Regions from separate parts of the Mus musculus genome. Here region 1 is linked to region 2. Evidence: chromatin contacts called from public promoter capture Hi-C data. All regions are on one chromosome and are shown on one strand. The core of a region is the stretch at or near the end of the contact, and the rest is flanking DNA. Distances in the headings are between cores, read along the strand shown.

What was found. Promoter capture Hi-C pulls out the DNA fragments that hold promoters and counts their contacts.
Region 1: a promoter capture Hi-C map of the 3T3-L1 cell line shows a contact between it and region 2, with 4 times the contacts expected there. The contact joins two enhancer-like sites. A contact is called at or near these places in 18 of 39 promoter capture datasets (the 3T3-L1 cell line, 3T3-L1-derived adipocytes, the C10 cell line and 13 more), 2 of 15 datasets of contacts at CTCF or cohesin (both in the NIH/3T3 cell line), 4 of 484 Hi-C or Micro-C datasets (the C2C12 cell line, brown adipocytes, female germline stem cells and 1 more), 3 of 115 datasets of contacts at active chromatin or transcription factors (the NIH/3T3 cell line, embryonic stem cells and pancreatic cancer cells) and 1 of 9 other capture datasets (embryonic stem cells).

The regions. Positions count from the first base shown.
Region 1 is chr8:18,713,112-18,716,905 of GRCm38.p6, forward strand. The region is part of intron 12 of Mcph1 (microcephaly, primary autosomal recessive 1); the gene reads left to right. Angpt2 (angiopoietin 2) reads right to left here. Exons shown (of 9, transcript NM_007426.4): 2 at 970-1,125. Among named protein-coding and RNA genes, the nearest start is that of Angpt2, 27 kb to the right of the region's middle. Within about 2 kb of position 1,315, at least 12 of the 459 cell types and tissues checked have an H3K27ac peak or open chromatin away from gene starts, as enhancers often do. A contact at or near this core is called in pancreatic cancer cells, where this site is marked.
Region 2 is chr8:18,616,946-18,621,300 of GRCm38.p6, forward strand. All of the region lies in intron 3 of Mcph1 (microcephaly, primary autosomal recessive 1), which reads left to right. Among named protein-coding and RNA genes, the nearest start is that of Gm25763, 5.0 kb to the left of the region's middle. Within about 2 kb of position 2,831, at least 122 of the 459 cell types and tissues checked have an H3K27ac peak or open chromatin away from gene starts, as enhancers often do. A contact at or near this core is called in pancreatic cancer cells, where this site is marked.

The DNA of each region.
Region 1 (3,794 bases), core at 65-2,564, 95 kb after region 2:
ATTTTTTAACAAGGAGGATTAAATCTTGGTGCCTTGTGAACTGTGGAAAACGTGTTTCTTCATATTGTTCCTAAATGCCTGATGTTGTTGAAAGATGATAACCAAATAATTTCCTTACTCTGTTTTCCATGGCACGTTTTAATCTACTGTTTTCTCTATAAAATCAGGCTTTAGAGAGGCTCTGGAAGGTCGTTGTCACCATGCTGGCCTTGTCTCGGGCTTTAAAACCTGTGGTTTCATGTATACGAGACCTGTTGTCTTACGCTGAAATCTAGCACTTGGTCCTCTTAGCTAAAGCAGCTGATGCGGCGCTGAATACTGGGGTGGTTTACAGTGCGGACCCTCTTGTTTTTAAAGGATTAATATACCTCCGAGCACGATAATACTAACTTCTGAAGCTTCTACGAAGTATGATCTGATCAGGGCTCAGGAAGCCAACCTACAGGAAACTGAACACCTGACCAGATTCACTCTCCCTTGGGGCTCTTGGCTCTGGAGCATGCCCTGTCTGTGCCATTGCAGGCTGCCACCCTGCTCTGTCACTACTTCCGTTATGAATCCATTCCATAAACAGGAATCTAGGGTTAGATTTAAGAACAAAGTTTCCAGATCTCTGCTTCATGGTTTCTAGTTTTCAAATATAGAGAGCAGAACTTGGACATGAAGAATATTATCTAGAGTCTAGAAGAGGCCAATAAAGCAAAGGAAACTTTTCTTGGAGTATTAAGTTGTGGATAACATGCAAACAGATAGAAGGGCCCTGATAGAATAAATTAAACTTAGCCACAGCTGTGAAAATGAAAACCCGTTGGCTTCTCAAAGTCCTAACTGTTCTTTAACCCTGTGGTGCTGAAGCCAATCCCTTCCTCCACAGCCAGTGTCTGTAGCTTTCCATTGTCAGACTGTACAGCCAGCCACAGGCACATGGTGTGTTAGCTGCTGTACCCAGGGGTTTCGCCTCCCACTTACTTGGGCTTCCACATCAGTCAGTTTCCGAGTTTGTGCTGCTGTCTGGTTCAGCAAGCTGGTTCCAATCTCTATCATCACAGCTGTCTGGTTCTGCACCACATTCTGTTGGATCTCCACCATCTCCTTCTTCATGTTGTCCTGAATGTAATTCTCCAGCTAGGAAGGAGCACATGACGGTCATTAGTCATATGGCTAGAAGCCTGGTTCCTAAATATTTGTCATTTGCCTTCTTATCTAAAACATTATTTATTTACAGTTTAGTAAGGTGGCTCTGTGCCAGAGGCACTCGCTCTGTTGCTTGACCCTTGGCCTTTTGGACACTGATTTCCTTGAATGTAAGGTAGCAGCATTTCCAGGAGGTCAGTTGACGACCTCAAGGGGGAGGCCATGCCCCTGCACCATTGTGGATGCGCTACTCAGCGCTTAAATATTTGTTTTTCTTCTTAAAATGGTAATCCAGTAATGAAAGCTATTAATTGTCCCAAATTATAGCTCAAGAACAAAAATTGTCTTTATTCTTCCTGTAAACATATAGTGTTTTTACATTAAGCTGAATATGAGAGCTGTTTCTAGTGTCTTTCTTTATATTTGACAGTTTCTACAGAGGACCATTGTATTTACAGAGTCAGTCATCAAAGTTCCTCCTAAAACATTAACCGGTGATTCTATCGTCTGCCTTTAAGAGTTAAGGAAGTGGGGGCTGGAGAGATGGCTAAGATGGTTAAGAGCACCGATTGTTCAATTTCCAGCACCTACATGGCAGCTCACAACTGTTTGTAATTCCTGTTCCAGGGATCCAACACCCTCATACAAACATGTATGCAGGCAAAACACCAATGTACATAAGATAAAATAAATAATTTTTTAAAAATTCACCTAGTTGTTTGGTTTCTTGGGTTCTTTTTTGGTTTTTGGTTTTTTTTAAGTAGCAAAGTAGTTTAGGGGGAGGAGGGTTCTTCTCTGAGTGTTCAAGGGCTTCCTTGTGGGTGGGACCATATTTGTGTCCCATGACGGGTGCCATGCAGCCCATGGATTCTTAGTCTGAACTGTAATAAATTTGTGGTTCCCGCTGTGTGTTTGCTCTCGACATTGCCCTGTCCGTGGGCCTCCCACCCCCCACACAGTCTGTCTGGCTAGCTAGCACTCACTCCTTGCTGACCGATGTCCTTTGGTTATTGAGCAACTATTGACTCCAGCAGTGTGACACATTGTAACACTCTCTGGTCATTTATGAAAGCATGAAGGCGAAGCCTACACTACTGTAAAGCTGCAATAGCTGCATGCAGCAAGCGATCTGCCCTCGTGTGCTGGCCTCTGCTGACCCTCAGCAGGCCTGTCCCCAAATCTTAGTCTAGTGCCTTCCTAACAGATTCCTTTTCCCTCTGCTTTGGCTTTTGGTGAATTGGAATAGCCTGCCTATAGGATTGAGTGGGCAGCAGTTTACATGTATGAGACAGGGTCACAGCCAAGTCATCTAGAGCTTCATGCTTAGTTCCTGTCCACACCGAGCAAAGAGATGATTTACAGAGATGCATTCTAGGAGTCTCAAACTAGGAAGAGGCCGTGAACTGCAGTTTGCATCTATGCTCAGAAACAACAGTTTACAAGCCTAGTGTACACGAAGATCTCGGCTTCCCTCTTCTCATTCTAAAGCTAAGCTTGAAGACAAGAAATCCTAAGAGGTTAGAGATTGAGAGAGGAGGAGGGAGAGAGAGCCGTGGGCATGGATACCCTGCATGCAGTGCTAAGGTAACAAATGCTATTCCTTTTATGATACTCGAGCCTGTCAGTAACTTGAAATTTTCAGGGTGGAGAAAGTGACCCACAAACAGTAACATCATGTGACCCATTTTGCAAAGAGGGACTGAAATTAAAGTTCTGAGAAGCCATTGGCTGCGCTGCAGCAAGCCCCGCTGTAATGGTGAAGGTCTGTTTGTGGCGTGCCACATCTCGGCCACTCTCGTGTTTCCATGGGCTCTGAGTGACTGAGAGCTAGAGCACACAAGCCCAGTGTGAGCGCATCCCTGAGGCTCCTACGTATGCTCCAGCCAGAAGTGATAGAGCTCAGAGTTGGCTGGAGCCTTCTATGCCATCCTGGGTTTTGTGCTGCTTAAAAACAGACCGCCTCCACGCAGCTGATGGCCATTCTGAACAAGAAAGCCTACACTTAGGGCAGGGAGGCTAGTTTGGTAGGGAAGTGCTTGGCTAGCGTGTGCAAGGCCCCAAGTGCCATCCTCAGCACCTTAAAAAGAAAAGGAAGCCCAGAATCAAAAACGATCAACACCAGCCATGTCTCCAACAACTGTCATGACAAAAGACTCTGCCTTTCCTCGCCAAGACTAGTGCCGATTCTGAGATGGGAAGGCTGCGGTTGTTGATAGGACAATGTGAAGACAGACGTTTCCAAATGAAGGTAGCCTTTCTACAAATCATGACAATCGTTGAGAACCTGAGACTAACTCCAGACGTGAAACTCTGAGTTGGTCCACGTACACAGATAGACCTTGAAACCGGCCTGTCTCTGGACATGTGTAAATTCATTCTTTTCTAATTGGTCACCCTGGGATGTCTTTCTGGTCAGTGTTCCTTGTCTTTAACCCCTGTGACTGCAACCCAGGCATATAGTAATCTGCTCTGGGAGAGCCATCCTGGTATAAGAAGTCAGCCCAAAGGAAGAGGGAATAAATAGAGCTGTTCTTCCATGGGCGCCCTTTCTTGTCACCCTTACTTGGCTGCTCTTACCAACAACAGGCCCAGGACCCTGGCAGAGGGGCCTGGCTCTGATTCCACATGTAAGGCTTCACATACCCCTGCTTTGCTTGGAC
Region 2 (4,355 bases), core at 1,581-4,080:
AGAGCAATCAGTGCTCTTAACCACTGAGCCATCTCTACAGCCCTCAGTGTGAGGTTTTATGGGTACTTCTTACCTGTTCGCCTGTGTGAACATGCAAGTTCCTTGCCTAAATATATGTTGCTGGCATCGTGTTTCCTTTCATGTGGGGACTAACACAATCCTGGATCTGAGCCTTTGTGTCCTGTCACTGATCAGTGAATTGTTAAGATGCTTGTTTTAAAGTGGGACAAAATGCGTCTTCTCTAACTAGTATGAACCAAGGCTTTCCCCAAACTCTTACCTACAAAAGATGATTGGTAATTTAATGAACTTGGGCTGATGGTCTGTGAGTTAAACAACTTTTGTAACCCAGAAGGAAGGTGGTAGTGCTTACACACCAGAACTGGTGCGGGCAGTCCATACTATCTGACCTTGTGCTTATGGTGGCTGGGATATTCTTAACGTGGTAATCGGGATCCTCAGATTCAGTCGTTCTCTGTTCAGATGAGTCCCAACCATCTCCTTTTGCTCTTCAGTAGAACAAGTTGGTACGAACTACTCTGTTAAACTCGTAACTGTGCTAGAAAAGAGGCACATACGATACACTTAACTCCTGCTCCTTTCTCACCGTTCTCACTGGGCTTTCTTGTTTTCTTTCTCCCTTTCTCTCCTATCATCTCCCACCTTCTCTCCTCTCACCATCTAACTGTATCTCAGGCTGGCCTTCAGCAGTCTTTGTGCCTCTGCCTCCCCAGTGTTGGGGTCGTCAGCGCGAGTCAGTGCATCCAGCTCTCCTGGTAGGACCATTCTGAAGCTGTGGGCTTCTGTAGGCTTAAATGTGGGCCTTTCTTAAAAGCAGCTTTGTAAAAGTGTGGCTTAAATCAAGTGTGGTGGCTCATGTCTGTAACACTAGGATCTGGGAGGCTGAGACAGGAGGATCACAGAGTTTAAGGCCAGCTTAGGCCTTCTGGCTTGTTCCAAACAACCTGGGGTACGATGCCAGACACTGTCTTTAAATGTCCCCTTTGAGTTTATAGATTGGTTTGTTATCTCATAATCACCAAAGTCAAAAGACTGGGGTTTTATATGCCAGAGTAACACCGCCCGCCCCTTTGAAGTCAGCACCTTTCTCCCCATCCTTCAGCCTGGAGCAGCCTGTGATCTGGATTCTGTAGGCAGTTCATTCCTTGATGTAGGATTTCAGGCAGATGGACTCTTCTCGCATGGACTGTTTGGCTTCCTCCACTTGAATGATAGTTTAGAGATTTCTTCATGTTTCATGCAGTAATAGTTTCCTTTGTCTAGCCAAGTAGTATCCATTGCATGTGCATACCACAGTGCATTTGCCAGTGGTGGAAATGTGAACGGTTTCCCATTTTTGGTTACTATGAATGAAGTTGTTATGGAGATTTGTGTTTGTGCCTTTCTGTGTTTTCATTTCTCGTGGTTTATCACCCAAACAAGGTGGCTGCATGGTTTTATGTTCCTCTAGCAGTGTGAGTGTTCTTTTGTTCCATGCCTTCACCCACACTTGGGATTTGTCCATCATCTGAATTTAGCAATTAAGAGTGGATACATAGCAGCCTTTCGTAAGTTCTAATTTACATACCATATAATTTTCTCAGTTAAACTATACAATTTACTGCTTTTAAACATACTCAAAGAGTTGTACAGCCATCTCCACAATTTTAAAGTATTTTGTACCTGGAGTTGAAGCCTGCACCCTTTAGCTCTCACTCCCACGTCTGAAGCCTCAGCAGCTGTTTATTCACTTCCTGCCTTTATAGTTTTCCAGTTCTGGGTATTTTTGTATAAATGCAGCTATATAGTTTGGCAATGCCTGAAGCTGCTTCTTAGCAAAATCTGTTCTGTTGTCCCTTTTATTTGCTTCCTTTTTCTGATCAAATAGTGCTTGATTGTATGAGAGTATATGCATGAGCACACAGGAACACACACAACACACGCACAAGCAAAATGCTTATTGGACTCACAATTCCAGGTTATAGCATCATGGCAGTCATGTCACTGCAGCAGGTGGATGAGAGAATTGGTTCTGTTCCATCCATGGTCAAGAGCAGGGAACATTGAATGTACATGTGTTAATAGTACTCAGCTCTGCTCCTCCCTGTTTTATGCAGTCCAGGATCTCTTTCTCAGTGAATGGTTTCATCCAAGGCAAGATATTCTTGCCTTACTCTAGACAGTCCTTTACAGACATGCCTAGGAGCCTGTCTCCTGGGTGCTGAGCTGTTAGTTCATAGTAACTATCACAGGGTAGAAGGTAGTCAGCCCATATATGTGTACCGTGTGCATACGGTGCCCACAGAGGCCAGAACAGTGCATCATCCCCGGAACTGTACAGTTACACTATAGATGATTATGAGTCACCCAGTGACTAATCCAGGTCTTTTGCAAGAGCAGCACTGCACTAACAGCCAGCCGTCTCTCCAGCCACAGGAAATTTGTCTTTAACCAGTCCCCCTCAGAGTACCCTGCTCCCACAGGCAACGTGTATGCATCTTTTGCTCACAAATGTTCTTTCTTTTTATACCACTGTACAAGCCAGTGGCTTCTGCTTGCAGTTCTGATAGGAAGTAGGTAGTTGGATCTTGTGTCCACCATGGATACAGTTCCTGTCACATAGAGCTTTTTCCCTTCCTCCTGTGCTGCCTGCCATCCCAATGTCCAAAGCTCTTGGCTTCTAGTTATCTCACATGGACATAAGAATTCCACCCTGGTGTTAGGAGAGTGGGTGTTTCTAGGCACCCATGTCCAGACATGCTCACCTGCTCCTCTCTCTTGTGCTCCCCACTCCCGCTGGGGAGGACCTGGAGTCCTTGACTTCTGCACCTCTGCTAGGCCTGGACTTCCTTTTGTTTGTTTGGTTGGTTACTTTCCAGTTCTGCAGGCAGCTCTTACCCACTCCTTGTTTTCATTAGTTTATGTCCCATTTGTTTTCTTTTACTGTTATTTTATTGGGATCTGGTGGACGAAGAGAAAATCGTGCACTTGTTCTGTCGTTTAACCCAGATGACAAAACCTGTTTTATTCCCTAAACATTGCTTAGTTATTATCTCAGGGCCCTGTTGTGCCTACTCTGTTACTGTCAATCTTCAGTGGTCCCTTGGGTACTCTCTTGCTCCTGAAACCTATTGTTTGGGTGACCTATTTGTGACACTTCCTTCAATACCTCTTTCCTTAGATAGAACCTGCAGGGGCAGGAGGTCAGCTCTTAAGCATAGCAAAATGTCCGCAGGGAGACCAGAACTCTGTGTGATGGTCTCTCATAACTGGGGTTGTCTGCCTGATCTTTCTCAAAGCATTGGTGGTATGTAGGAAAGTTACTTATTTGGTTTTTATGTTGATTTTGTATCTGTCACTTTGCTAACATGTTTATCAGGGCATTTATGCTGGAGGCTTTATGGTTCCTTAATAGATAATATCTTCTAGAAATAAGAACACTGACTTCTTCCTATGCTACTTGTATTCTTTTTATTTACCTCTCTTGTCTTATTGTTCTTTCTAAAAGTCCATTCCTCTTTTAAGGTAGGGTCTCATTACGTAACTCTGGCTGACCTGGAACTTGCTCTGTAGACCAGGTTGACTATGAACTCACTCTACCTCTGCCTGAGTGCTGGGATTAAAAGCGTGAAGCACCATGCCTGGATTTATAGTTTGTATTCTTTCACTTGAAATATATACATGCTCAAGTGGGACTGGTTTGTAGGAAGATGGAAGTGTCATTCCTTCCTAGTGGATTGTGAGTGTTGTGAACTATCTATAGACAGATGGCAGCAGCCACAACTGCCAGAGAGGCTTGCTGCAAACATTGTAATTTTGTAAATATTATTATTATTATTATTATTATTATTATTATTACAAGTCATTCCTGTAACTTCAGTAACTGTTTAGAGATGGTGAAGCTGAGGTAGGCTGTATATGTGGAGATTCTAAGGTGGACCATAAGGACAGGGAGATAGGCTGGTAGATGTGGAGACACTAAGGTGGGCCATAAGGGCTGGTAGGTGTAGAGACACTAAGGTGGGCCATAAGGACAGGGATGAGCTAGATCGACTGGGGAAGTAGTGAGTGAGATTAGATAGAAAGGATGGGCCTGTGTCCGTGAGGATCAACAGGATAGATTATAGCTACAGAGGGTCAGTTAAGAGGAGGAGGGTGTGGAGAAGAGAGGAAATGAGGTAGGAATGAGAGGAGAGACTGGGCTATGCACAGAATAATTATTATCGTACACTATCAAAGTCAAAGCAAGACCATGAAAACATATTTATGCAGGACGGAGAGATGGCTCAGAGCACTGGCTGTTCTTATAGGGGACCTGGGCTCAATTCCCAGTACCCACAAGGCTCTACTCATAG